Regions from separate parts of the Oryzias latipes genome. Here region 2 is linked to region 1. The links are chromatin contacts, called in public Hi-C maps. All regions are on one chromosome and are shown on one strand. The core of a region is the stretch at or near the end of the contact, and the rest is flanking DNA. Distances in the headings are between cores, read along the strand shown. Region 1 has its middle 15 kb from the start of tmem38b. Region 2 holds the start of rad23b (UV excision repair protein RAD23 homolog B).

What was found. A called contact is a pair of places that touch in the nucleus more often than the background predicts.
Region 2: a contact with region 1 is called in a Hi-C map of embryo, with 2.4 times the contacts expected there. The contact joins the promoter of rad23b here to the enhancer-like site in region 1. A contact is called at or near these places in 3 of 5 Hi-C or Micro-C datasets (embryo and gastrula embryo).

The regions. Positions count from the first base shown.
Region 1 is chr12:9,165,452-9,172,304 of ASM223467v1, forward strand. No RefSeq gene overlaps it. Among protein-coding and RNA genes, the nearest start is that of tmem38b, 15 kb to the left of the region's middle. Within about 2 kb of position 1,425, at least 2 of the 8 cell types and tissues checked have an H3K27ac peak or open chromatin away from gene starts, as enhancers often do. A contact at or near this core is called in embryo and gastrula embryo, where this site is marked.
Region 2 is chr12:9,288,384-9,295,614 of ASM223467v1, forward strand. rad23b (UV excision repair protein RAD23 homolog B) reads left to right here and starts at 2,277. Exons shown (of 10, transcript XM_004074582.4): 1 at 2,277-2,487; 2 at 2,979-3,060; 3 at 4,653-4,732; 4 at 5,725-5,924; 5 at 5,998-6,047; 6 at 6,121-6,248; 7 at 6,343-6,475; 8 at 6,560-6,687. The coding sequence starts at 2,422.

The sequences.
Region 1 (6,853 bases), core at 175-2,674:
CCATCAACCCTGTAACTCAAAATGGAAGTTAAAAGTTTTCTGTCTTTTTAATGAGACCCACAACTGTGCTTCACATTTTATCTTGTCTGCTTTATTTGTCCATTCACATGCATCACATCTTATGCCTTAGTCACATCTGGCCCTACGGGTGGATACAGGCTGTCTGGGGGCAAAAAATGGGCAAACCTGTTCGGGGCAAGCAGGTGGCCCTCACAAAACATCAAGGTCAAAGACCACTTGGTGACCCCGTAGACCAGGAATGGGACATTTCAGGCCTTGAGGGCATGTGTGTCTGCATAATTTCTAGATATCCAAGCCCTACTCATGACTGATTACCCGGTTCAGGTGTGTCCATCCAATAAGAACATGGCAGAGCAGGGTATGTTAGAAAACATGCAGGAATGTGGCCATCAAGGCCTGCAGTTGCCCATTCCTACTATAGACTGAAAATGCTGATGTACATTTTTTTCTACAGGCATTCTATGGCTAACAGGTTGTAGGGAACACTTATACACCAAGTAAGGGGGAAGTAGGTGAGATGCAGGCATGTCATACAGATATTTCACTTTTCAAATCCCCTGAATCTCTGCACACTACGCAGGGGACCTGTTAAGACTGTTCAAGTGATAAGGGCACATCCCTTTGTGCCCACTGAGTGCTTCTTGTCTGACCATTAGACAATCAGAGCGTAGTTTGTGTTCATTTCTAAACACTAATTTGAATAAATAAATACTTTTCCTCAATAACATTAAAGCTACAAACACGAGGGCAACAAAAAACAGTCTGCTTTTCACATTGCTGTCATTTCTGTTTTGAGGCATTTTTTAAAAACTGGAACATTTCTGGGAGATTTTTAAAGATCACCTTCTTGCTAGATCTTTGGATTTTAAACATCATTCCAGCAATTTTGTTTGTCGGCTTCTTTGTGGCAACTTCTTAGATGCCAAATAGAAACTCTCGTCTAGTTGTTCAGTCAATCCTTGAATAAAAACCAAAATTATAAAGAGCATTTATTATAAAGTTATACTGTTGGGAGAAAATGTTTTCTACTAGTAACTTACAATTAAATTCAAATTTGTTTTTATTTTTTATTTTATTTTTATAATATTTAAAATTGCTTTAAGGAGAAGTCCTGGTTTAAAAAAAGTCAAACAACACAACAAAGACAAAGAGACTTTTTTTTAGCTAAAATAACAAAATAAAACTTAAAATTCTGTAAGTGTTTCAACAGATCAGGTAACAAAAAAAAAGACTGCACTTTTTGAATGTTTCAGAAAAACATTCTATTGTTTTCCAGCAAGGGCTGACCACAAATATAGCTCATCTGTAACCAAAATGGTCAAAGCTTCAGGTCTGTTCTATCTTTGTTTATATATGATTGTAAGGTTTTTTTTTTTACTCTTAGGAAGACAAAAGAACAGGTCAGCAGGGAGATTAAAGGCCAAGATGGGGGGAGGGTGTCGAGACATGAGGGCAGGCCAAAGCAGTATGAAGACAGGAAATGTGAAAGGACTAATTCTCTTAAATAGATGGAAAAATATAAATATAAACTAGATAAGCAGTCGAAAACCTAATGAGCTGTAAAGGAAATTGATGTTTTGCTGACATAAAATAAGTATGCAGAAGTTGACACATAAGATTAAATGAAAAAAAGTTATATATGGTATACTAGTAGGCTTGAAAAAAGGGATATATGTAGTTTATACTGCTCTATGTTTTTATTTGTTCATAAATGTTAAAATTTGTTGCTGAAACAGCTTTTCTAACACCATGCTGTGCCTCAACCCTGCTAGACAAATGGTTACCACTTGGTGGCGTGACGAGGCGTCATCACTGAAGGTTTGATGCCTGGGAACTGACAGGCTGGCCAGCAGCTGCAGGCAAAAAAAAGATGGAGACACAAGGGACTCTCTCTGCAGAGCCAATGGTGAGGCTGTTTGTGTGTGTGTGTGTGTGTGTGTGTGTGAGAGAGAAAGTGTCTACTTTGGCTATACTTGTGGGTACCCACTTAGAAGCTCTTACTACTCTTACAAGGACACGTTGTGGTGTGGGGACATTCTGTTAAAAATAAACAAAAAATACACAAACACTTTCTGCTTAAGTGTTTTATAGATGTTTCTGTTAATTTCCTTTATCTTGAAAAAACTCACCTGTGATTTTAAAAGCAACTTCAGCAACTCAAATTGTAATTTTGGGATTTTTTTTCTAAAAGAATAGTTTGATTTTCACACATTAACAAGGTCAACCATCTCATTTCTGTGTGTGTGTTTATGTGGGCGTGTGTATCTCTCTGTACTTGTGACTTGTAAAATGGCAACAAAGGATAAGTCCATCAGAAAAGCAACAGAAAGCTTTAGGGGACAAACTTACACACAACCACACATTCAAAAAACACACACTGTAATAACCATTCAAGCCAGCAGTGAGACCAAATACATTTCTATTTCTGTCATCCTCAAAGAAAAATAAAACTTTAACACGTTTTTTCGATAAGAGACTTGTTGGTGTGATTTGCACTTCTAGGCCACCATATAAAACACAAAATAAACTTTCTGACAAATTATATAACTAAAACTAAATATGTTCCTATATTGTACGTACAACAAACAAACAAATATTTGAATATTAACAACAAATGATTTTGCTGTTTTTTTTCATATCTTGATTCCATAAAGACAGATTAGTCTATTCATTTTCTCTTCTTTTGATCTAACTAATTGACAATAGTTGGTAGAATTTATTTCATTTAATACATTTTTGTTCAAAAAGAAAGGTTTGATGTGACCAAGTAGTAGACAATCTAATTCCACCTGAGTTTCCTTTTTTTCCCCTTTTTTAATTTAGCAAAAGTAATTGAATCATAATTTACTGTCTTATTGAAGATAAACCCTTTCTTGCAATAACTTTAAGCAATTAAATAAGCATTTATTCTTTTCTAATAAGATGAAAGCAAGGAGGGACATGACTGGAGCCACACAGGAAAAGACCAAGGGAAGTTTGGGAGAAGGAAAGCTAAAGGCGGTAAGGGAGTCCCTTGTAAATTCTTCAACCATGATTTCTTTTTTTTTCTGTTTTCCCCACTCACACAGATCTAGACATGAAAACAGAGGAGCCTCTTCATGTGGTACTGATTCTGCAAATGAAACAGCCTACCACAATTCAAGGCCAGCCACACATCAAGAACAGCTGCAAGATCTCCAAAAATGGGCCTACTGTAATGGTACTAGGAAACACACAGATATTAGAGTCTTTAATGATCTCAAGAAAGCCTGATGACTTTATGACTGTTAAAGAAAATGTTTAGTTTAATTTGTCATCTCTGAATCTTAGTTTGAAGTGTCTTCTTTTGAGAAGACAGAGTTCTTTTGATTCTTGCATCTAGGTCCCAAACATACTTGTGTTTTAATGAGAATGAGCACATCCTGAGGTCTGATGAAACCAAAACAAAACTTTTAGTTGATAAAATCATTGTTTTGTTATTATGATAAATAAGTGGACCTGCAAGCTTCAGTCACCTGACTAATGTTGAAGAATGGAGTTGGCAGATTATTGATTTGGAATATTTTTTTTCACCTGAAGCTGGTGGTTTCATTTTGAAATTTTGTTTAAAATTAAAAACTTAAATAAAACAGTGTAAAGAACTAAAATAACTGACAAAATGGTAAATGGCGTATACTTATTTAACACTTCTTAGAAGGCCCAAAGCACTTTGCTTTACAGGCAGACTCCTATTCGCCTGTGCACACATACATTCACACCCTGATGGCGGCTCCACTGTCAAACACTATCTCCAACCTATAACCACCACAATGAAGGGTTCTGCGTCTTGCCCAAGGACACTTTGATGCACATGCGGGCAGGGCGGGAACCAAACCTGTGATCTTCCGATCAGAGGTCGACTGCTCCCTCTGGCTGCCCTATAGGTTAAAGGTTAGGGTCTACCATTTGAATAATGACACCAGTTTGTAATTTGTTGGAACGTGAGAAAAAAAAAGACATTTAAATCGTAGTTACAGGCTCTGCAACAGACTGGCGACCTGTCCAGGGTGTACCCCGTCTTTACCCAACAGCAGCCGGACTAGGCTCCAGCAACCCCATTTTCTCAAAATATATTAAGGGATGTTTGGAAAATGGCTGGATAGAATGCTTGATACAAAGCATTTAGGGGTTATTTACCGTAATTTCCGGACTACAAGCCGCTACTTTTTTCCTGCGCTTACAGTCCTGCGGCTTATTCAGTGAAGCGGCTAATTATTGGATTTTATTGGCGGCCGCCGTGTACATATTTTTGGACACACTGAATGATTTGAATTCTCTAACATCAGACACAAGTCATTTGTTTTTCAACACACCTCTAAGCAGCCAAACAGCATGGACCTCACTTCAGGTCTTAGACACTTCAGTCATGGTTCAACAAAACGAAACACGCATGTCCAGCCGCATCCCAGAATCCTTTGGTGCCATTAGACCCAACGTGCACGTGATCGCCGCTACAATATGATGAAGCTTTCAAGATAAAAGCAATAGTTAAAAGCAGCGTGAAAAAATCACCAACGGGTTTGGAAAAGCCGGTCAGCTGCGTGACGGAGAGAACAGCGCATGCTCAGGAGTGCATTTACCTCTGAGTCATAGTGACTCGGCTGGCTGCACGTAAATATGTGGCAATAATATCAGCCTTTATTTTGTCGGGACACGACTGGAAACACAAATTGACGTGGTCGTGTTAACGGTTTCTAAGGACTGAGCAGAGATTTGCATTGAAACGCTCACAGCCTCCGTGTGAGCTGGAGACTGCGTGTCGTGTGAGCTGCGGGGCCGATGGCAGTCTGAAGGCTCCCACACGTAACAACGCATCCGCCCCTCATACACAAAACGTACAGTATTAAGTCCGATTGCTCTGCACAGACACGATTTGCTCCGTCCACCGGCGCAATGGGGACGAAGCGCTCCTCCCTGTAGCCGCGCTGGCCAGAGCTGTCGGAGTAGATAGGAAGGGGAGACAAGGAGCGCGCGGGGGCGCGGAGGCGTCGAGCCATTCTGCAGGCTGCAGCCAGGGCTTACTCGAGGCGTCCGCGGAGCAAGTGTTTGTTGTGGAAGGAAACTTCTGACCCACGCGCCGCGAGGAGGCGCGCGTATCGCGCTGAGGCGCGCGCTTTTCAGTCGTCGCTGCTTTATTTTACTAGCGTGTTTTTTAACCAGCCCTGTTACTCCCATAACGCTGCCGCGACACAAGCGGAAGGAGAGCTTTACCCGTTCACCCCTCCATGCACTGCTGCTCATTCTTAAACACGTACAACAGAATGGCGAGCCGGGCGTTGGCCCCGCCTTTAGCCCCTAAGACTCATGGGAAATGGGGCATCGGGGATGTAAATTTCCTCATCATAACTGAGGGATGTAATGTTGATTATATGGTTACTGTTTGTAATTTTATGTGTGATACCTAGATTGTCAATAAGTTAAAAAAAAATAAAAAAAATAAAAACCATAACTGAGGAACTTGTGAACAGAATAGAGGTGCATACTGTTTGGCAGATGCAGATAGACTCAAAGACATGAGCCTGAGGCAAAAATGACTCCACCCACTGTGTGCTAATAAATCACACTTACACTCTGAGTCAGGAAGTGATCCGTCAGGATGACAATGTTGCCTAATTCATGCGGCTTGTACCCCGACGTGGCTTGTGTATGTATAAAAGTAGTTAAACACGTGAAAATGGGTGGGTGCGGCTAATAATCGGGTGCGCTTTGTTCAACCAGGACACTGGTTGAAAAACACTGTTCTAATGAACTATTGCCGCTCTGCAGAAACTATGTCTTAGAAAACGACACGGATAGCAATAAAAGAAATAAGGAAAAATAAAAGCAATACAAAAGCAGTACTAATGTGCTACAAATGTCAAGTTGTTTGAAATGCTTCATGCAGGAGCCTGATGGACCATGAGAACTCTTTGAGACTGTTACTTCTGACTTCATGGGATCTACAGTATTTTTGAAAGGTATAAAACATACTACCGTAATGTTTGTATGTAAAGGTAAAGAGACTTCTAAAGCCTAATTTTCCAAATGTTAACTACTTTTGACAAGATCACAATGAAATTTCAAGTACCGGCAAGTTGTTTTTCTTTCAAGCTTTTAAGCCATTTCAAAACTATCTTTAACACATAAACCCTCTAAACCAGTGGTGCCAAAGTAAATAGAAATCATTGTTTTCCCTTTATACCTTTTCTGATTTTTAAGTAAATGTTTTGTAAGAGTACCACAGTAGCAAAGTACTTGTCATGATTACGTATGACGTGGCAGAGCCAGATGCTGGAACCCGGAAGAAAACTCAAGGCAAATTGTAGTTCCAACAGATTTAATGCTTTCTCAGAGGTGTAGTTTTGTTCATAGGCAAGAACGATGACGTCAGTATTCTTGCCGATACTGCGTGACGTTTGAGTAGGATCTGAAGCGGGGAGAATGGTCTCCGATCCCAAAGAAGTTCTTTGACTGGAGTCTTGAAGGACGGGACGGCTAAAGACAGGAGCGTGGCGTGGCGTGATGGATTGAACTGCTTGCGTGGAGGCTGGACCAGGTGGATACTCGTGATGATGAAAACCTGAGAGACAAGGCGAGGGAAGTACGAGGACAGACTAGAACCATAAGACTTAGCTTAAGGCGACCAGACATGAGCACCGATTAGGAGTAACGAACTGGCGATGGATGCTGGGACTGGATGTCCTCAAGATGGTGGAGCGTAATGAGGTGAGTATCCATAGCTGGTTCCAATCAGCAGAGCAGAGAGGGGAGGGGGAAAGTAGACTGCCAGAGGCACCATGACAGTAATACCAAGAAACCTTGTGTTGTGGTTGCA
Region 2 (7,231 bases), core at 1,027-3,526, 120 kb after region 1:
ACAAAACATGTTAAAAATGCCTATTTCATTGGAGAGGGTCTTTAATAAGATTTTAGTTGCCCTTTGAGTAACCCTCAGCTGCCCCTTAGGGTTTTTCTTGAGAGAATCTGCTGACTCATGTTAGTGTCTGCCTTCAGACACTGTCATATGCCAGCAATGATTGCATAAAGTCATAATCCTGGTGTTTTCGGATGAAGATCAGGGACATTTTGGACCTTGTAGATGCAGAGCTGAGATGATGCTCTGTCACAAGTTTTCACAGAATGAATTCCTGCACAAGTGACTGCAGAGCATCTGTTCAAATCGGTAACAGTCTCTGCACCTTCTTGTTAGCAGGAAATAGCTTTGAGCTGAGAAGGCACCCCTGTGACCTTCACTGTCTGCTACACCCCTCCGTTTTCTCTGCACTCCACTCCAAACCCTGCAGAAGCTCTGCTGACCAGAAATCGCAGCTCCTTTCACACAAACCCGCAGCCTCATCAGCCAGTCTTCAACGACTGCCGGCTTTTCCAAAAGCCTCCATCCTCCACACTTCCTCTGCTGTCGTCTTTAGCTGTGCTCAGTCTTTATTTCACTTGTCTAACATCATCTCTTAAAAATATCTCCAAGTCACCAGGGATCAGATTGTAATCTCTGCGGCTCACTGCATCAGAGGGGGCCGGTGGCATGCTGACGACGCCTGGAGACAGAAGCGAGAGGCGCAGTCACGGTGACGAGGGAGGGGAGAGGAGGACAGCGCCGCTCCAGAGGGGAGCTACGTGAGGAATGTCTGATGAGAGCCCGGGCCAAGGCCGGTGTGGGCAAAGCTGCTCTAAAGATGAGGGGATGGAGCGAGAGCCAAAGATGAAAGAGGGGGTGCAGAGAAGGAAGCAAAATGTCTTTCTGAAGGCCTCAATGAGTCAAAGCAGCAAAGATCTGGCTGTTTGATGCAACCCTTCAACAGAATTTCTTGTTGTCTTAAAGTAAAAAAAAAAAGATTTCTACTCAGGCACAACATCAAAACCACCTTCCTGATTTGGAGCTCCTCTCATGTTACAAAAATAGCTCAGACTTATTGGGCCGTAGACGAGACTTCTCAAGGTTTCTCCTGGCGTCACGCTCCTCGACAAGAGCTGCAGATCCTGTGGGTGGTGGTAGTGGGTGGGTGGGGGGATCCAGGCCTCCATCACACTCCTGTGTCTTAGCCTCCCATGGAGGCTCACGAATAACGTAGACAACACCTGTAACCCTTGTGCTATCCTAGGCACTTTACTATTGGGAGTTGGGTCATCTAGACCCACTAGACAGTGCTCTGAACCTTTTTTCTTCAGTGATTTGTGATCTTCACTGGTGTCCATGGATTACATGAAATCTTTCCACCTTTATCCACCTTTGTCATGGTAGGGAGAACACGTCAATGTAAGGGTGGGGTCATCTAAGATAGCACAAGGGTTAAATCTCACAGTGTGATGATAAGCACCATAACTTTATGATCCACCAAATGTTTCCTAAACATTTGTTTACAACACTGTGGGTTGCGTTTAGGGGCGTATAGATTAATCGGCTTAAGCCATGAATCAATTTTTATTCCCACGACCTACCAGATCAATCGGTTTGAGCCAAGTTGTTATTCAAATTATAGAATCATTTTAAAAATAACTAAATTGATTATTTCGATATTTGCAAATACCATTTGGATTGAGGCACGGTAGGTTTCCAAGAGGAAACCTGTGTATGCACAGGGAGAACATACAAAATCCACACAGCAAGGTTCCAGCAGGGATTTGAACCTCTCCCAGTGGGGCAAGAGTGCTAACCACTATACAATTGTGCAGCCTACACCATTTAATACGTGAATTTAAAAAATAATTTAGTGTCAAAGTGCTAATTATTTGCTCCAATATTTGTGCTGTATATATTTTTTTTATTGTTATTGTTATGCTATTTTACTTTTTAAATCCTATTTAATTTAATTTTGTTTAAACAGCTGTGTGTTTAATGTTTAAATGACATGAAATCTGTGGTATTACTTTTCAGTATTACTTACTTATTCAGAGTGTTAGGAAAAAATAACATTCTGTTTTGATTAATTTTTATGTGAAAATGTGTATATATATTGAAAAAAACATATAGAATATAATGAAGAAAAATATATATAGAATATCCTCCACAATCAAATCAATTTAACCGTGGTGGGACCAACTGATTTGGATTTATTGTCCAGCAGATTATTTGATTAAGTTCAACGTGTAGCCACCAGGGGCGCTAGTGTGTTTTTTCATGAGGGGGGGGGGTTACCCGGTTTTACCGCCACAGAAGAAGAGAACCGAAAAATCATGGCGGCTGACAGTTTGTAATGAGCCAACGGAAAAAAGCGATTTCTTTCAAGTTAGATTTACAGATTTTTTTAAAATTGGAGCCAGAAGTAAACCGACCTACAACATGCTGATAACTTTAAAGACTTTGCAACAGCAGACCTTCAAAATCGACATCGATGAGGAAGAAACGGTGAGAAATATGCGCGAGCGGGAGTTGTTTATGTGGAGCAACTAAAACAGCAGTAAATGTTTTTTTGTTTGTTTTTGTTAAAAACATATTGACTAGAGTCATTACGCTAGCAAAATAATACTCTTTTGATTTAAAATAACATACAAAAACTCAGGCAAAATGTTGTTGTCTGTGCTTAAATGTAATGACGATAGTAAAGTTGTTTCTATTTACACGCCAGCCTTCGCACTGTTCCTAAACATTTATGACAGAGATCTTTTACTCCGAACTTTTACTTTCGATAAACTTTAAGGACATGCGCGTTATTCCTCTAAATCTGTTGCTAACAGCTAAGATTCAATGGTTGATGTCTGTAGCTAGATTTTAGAGGAGGTTTCCTTCTTAACAACAGAAACTTGGACCTTATGGCTCCAGAAGTGCTGAGTCATCTCACTGTGTGTATTGTTGTTTACTGCTAGTCATTGTTGTCAGTGTTGTTGTTTCTTCTGCAGGTGAAGACGTTAAAGGAGAGGATTGAGCAGGAAAAGGGGAAGGAGAGCTTTTCAGTGGCCGGGCAGAAGCTGATCTACGCCGGTATGATGGGTCCCTCCCTGCCTCTTTCTTCCTCTGAGTACTCACGTGATGTTTAGACCGGTTCTGATCAGTTTGCATCCATAGTCCTGGCAGGTTAAGATCCGGAAAGATCTGTACTCTTTGATTTGCCTAAAAGTTTTTTTTGTATATTTCTCTGCATATTTGACACAAAATTGCTTCAGATCTTAAACTGTCGGGTCTATAAAGTCCAGAAATCTAGAATTTTCAGCCTAAAATATTTAAAAATGCATTTAATTTGATGTCATTTGTCTTAAATTATGTATTTCTTTGCTGTGTTGTTTAATAGTGACCACAAGAATGATGATACGCTGCAAACACACTTTTGTTGACACACAAGTACTTTTTGGTACATAAAGTTTCACCAAAACCCATAAAATAGTTATTTTAGGTTCTGTTCCTCAATATTTTAAATGTGTCTTAAAGCGAACTGTGCTTTTATTTTGACATGCATGTTACAGCCTCAAAGACGCTGAAAAGAAACTTTAAAAAGACTACAAATTGATTGCTGACGTTATGTAAAATGATTGATTTAAGGCGATGACGATGTCTGCTGCTTCTGTTTGTATTCTAGAAGAATAGTTTTTTTGTCAATGTGGGCAAAAAAGTGTTAAAATTCTGACTGTCGTTACAAACATAGTTTAGTTTTGACTTCAGAATAAAATAAAATCGCTAGATACCTGCACTTTATGTTTTACATCAGGGTGAAGGGATCCAACTGGATCCTATGTTAGGCTAACCCGGGTCCGGCAAATTCTATGTTCAAATCAGCTTCACCCAGGAAGCATTGAATCAAATCGAACATTATTTAGAAAGTGCTTTTCCTACAAGTGCTTTACATTAAAGAAAAACCAAATAAATAATATAAAAACAAGCACGAAAATTAAAATAGAACCCCCTCCCCAGACCTACACACAGCCCCCTCCCCCCCTAACTGATGGGGATCGACAATGGGAAACAGGCTTGCGCGTCTGTGCACATTTGGACTCCAAGTTGAGTACAGAAATCATTGTGTCACCTTTAGAGCTCACATGAGCACAAAAAAAGCACCAAAACGTAAAGCTTCCACACCAATCCTTTCCAAAAAATACAGTTTTCCCATGATTCATTGGTGAGAAGACAGATGGAGGTTAGCGAACCACTTCTGTAGCTTCTTATGCTTTTAAAAGAACTTTCTTGATTCGATTGATGCATTTGTGGCTCAGTAGTTGCTTGTTTTTCAGCCTCATTTGATCCAAATCATCAACAGAACGGGACTGGGCTTCAATTTACTGCTTTATGCCGGATTATTATGGGTTTTTTTAAGTCAATGATTGACAGATGTGTTTATGCTTTTCTGCTTTAATGGGTAGAGCGCTGCAGTTGAAGTGAATATCATGAAAAATAGGAGTCAACAAAAGATTTTGGTTGAGAATAAAGATAAATGCTTAGAAATTAACTTTTAAAAACAGATTTTGTGTAAATGACCATCATTTGTGTGACCGGCACAGATCCTCGTTTTCTAGTTTTCAGAGCGAGTAAAACCCAGACGGATGTCGTCCATCCCTCAGAAATCCTTTTCTGCTTCTTTCCAGGAAAAATCCTCAGCGACGACACGGCCCTCAAAGAATACAAAATCGATGAGAAGAACTTTGTGGTCGTCATGGTGACAAAGGTCGGTGAATTACAAACCGCTGGTGAATTGCAAGCTTGCTTGGAACCTTTATATCCCTCCGTTTTGTTCCTTTATTCGTAAGCGAATCCCTTTGGTGACTTTCTCCTCTTTTTTTTCACACCGTGTCTGAGTGTCAACCGCCTCTGCTGGTGTGCGGGGCTGCACACCTGTCTGATGCTGAGCTCCTAAAACCTCCACAAAAGCAACTTTCTTTAATTCACCCCCTAAAATATCAAAGATTGGAATAATTTCACTAAAAGCAGAGGTGGTCTTATGTCATCACACTTGTTTAGAAGTTCCTCTATGCTTTTATTTTGGCGGGTGGAATTGAAGGGGAGGAATACAATTTGGAGATTCAAACTTTTGTTTTTTAAGATCATTTTTTTGTTTTAGCTGCTGTGCTTTCATGCGGACAGATGCTAACAGATTTCAGATCTGTTAAAAGAAACAAAATTCACTTCCTGTTTTAGGATGGAGTCTCATTTAGCGGTATTGTGTGTGTGTTTTTTTGTTCCAATCGTGATTGTAACTTATAGCGAATCTCGATGCAGAGCAGCCGTTTTTTTCCTTTGCTGCTGAGGGGATGTGGGAGGGCAGCACCCACCGCTACAAAAAAAAAAGAAAAGGCGACAACTTTATTTTAGCTGCCAAAAGACAAGTTTAAATCTTTATTCTAAACACAATAATGCAAAAAGGATGGGAAGAAATTTAATATCAATAAAATGTTTGAGGCTGCACAGCAAGTTTATGAAAAACCATTAAGTTCTCATTATTATTCAGACAAAAATAAGCAAGAATGCAGATTGGTTTTATTTTGAAACTTTGTCAAGGGATAAAAGGGTTTTGTTGCTGCTTCCTAAAGCAAATGTTACATGATCTTTAAACTGTTTTTGATTAAAACAAACCCGAATTTAGGAGTTTCAAAAAGTCATCAAACATTTAAAGTACCATTTTACCTCACAAAGTTTGGGGAACATGCTTTTATTTTGTAGCCTAAAACTGCTGCGCCCAGCCCAAAGTCTTCGTCAGCCTCTTCATCAGCTCCTTCATCGGCTCCCAGCTCTGCGGCTGCTGCAGCGGCCCCCACCCCACCATCTGTTGCAGACAAACCTGCAGAAGTAGCACCTGCTGACAAGCTGGAAGAGAAAGAGTCTTCCACAGCCGAGCCGCCGCCACCGCCGCCTCCCGCCAGGTAAAAGGCGCCTCCGTGTTTGTGGTTCTCGCTCTGAGGCATCCGACCTCACCGCTGTTTGATCCTCTTTCAGGAGCTCAGAGTCTTCGACAGACCTGCTCAGCGAAGCCGTTTCCACTCTGGGTGAGCCTGCTGCGGTGTGGGCGGCGAGCTGAGAGGTGAACTGGCCGTTTAAACTGTTGGTTTGTCTTCCCAGTGACGGGTTCGTCCTACGACACCATGGTGAACGAGATGATGCTGATGGGCTATGAGAGGGAGCAGGTGGTGGCCGCTCTGAGGGCCAGCTACAACAACCCCGACAGAGCCGTGGAGTACCTGCTCTCTGTAAGACACGCCCCCAACCCTCCCACAGCCAATCCAAAGCCAGGGTGCTGTCTTCCACACGAAAAGGTGGAGTTATTGTCGGTGTCACCCCTAGGGTATCCCGGGTCAAGATCAAGGCTCCAGAACCGGACCCGATTCCACGCCTGCAGTGAGCGAATCTCCAGCTGCGCCTGCAGGGGGCACCGCCGCTCCCACCAGCACCGAGTCCTCACCGAGTGCAGGAGGGGGTACGACAACCACATTTCTTTTTTTTTCCTTTCTTTTGACGCCCTAATAAAAGCAATATTTGCTTCCACTTTCTGGACCATCAGGAAATCCTCTGGGCTTCCTCAGAAACCAGCCTCAGTTCCACGTCATGCGGCAGCTGATCCAGCAGAACGCCGCGCTGCTCCCAGCGCTCCTGCAGGAGATCGGCAGAGAGAACCCGGAGCTGCTGCAGGTGAGGAGCAGACCTCCACCAGCCCAACAACAAATCCAACAAAGCAGGCTTCCATGAACAGGAATGTTCAGGAACATCTGGCTAAGTTTAAAAACAGAAAAACAAAGCAAAGAAAAGAAACACAATGTGAAGAAAAGAAAAAAAGAAGCTATTTTAGGAGGGAAACCATCTGTAAATTTGTCGAATTCTCCCTTGGTTCCCATTTTCAGTGAAGCAACTCGCTAGCATTACTAACATAGTTGCTAAAGGAAATACTATGAAAACGTCGCACCAGACGGAGAACCACAGAAGAAGAGGATGAAAAACAAGAACATTAAGAAGAACAAACATAAAAATGTGTATCAGAAAACAAAAAAACAGGAATTGTTTTTTTCTCAGAAATCTGATTTTAAGGTTTCAATGCAACGAAAAATGGCGACATCTGGTGGCCAGTTGAAGCCATAGCAGCCTCTGACCTCATCCTGGGAAAAAAGCGTCTGCTGATGCCTTCTTCATCTGCATGCACAAATCTATTACATTTTAATTCTTTTATTTTCCAATCAAT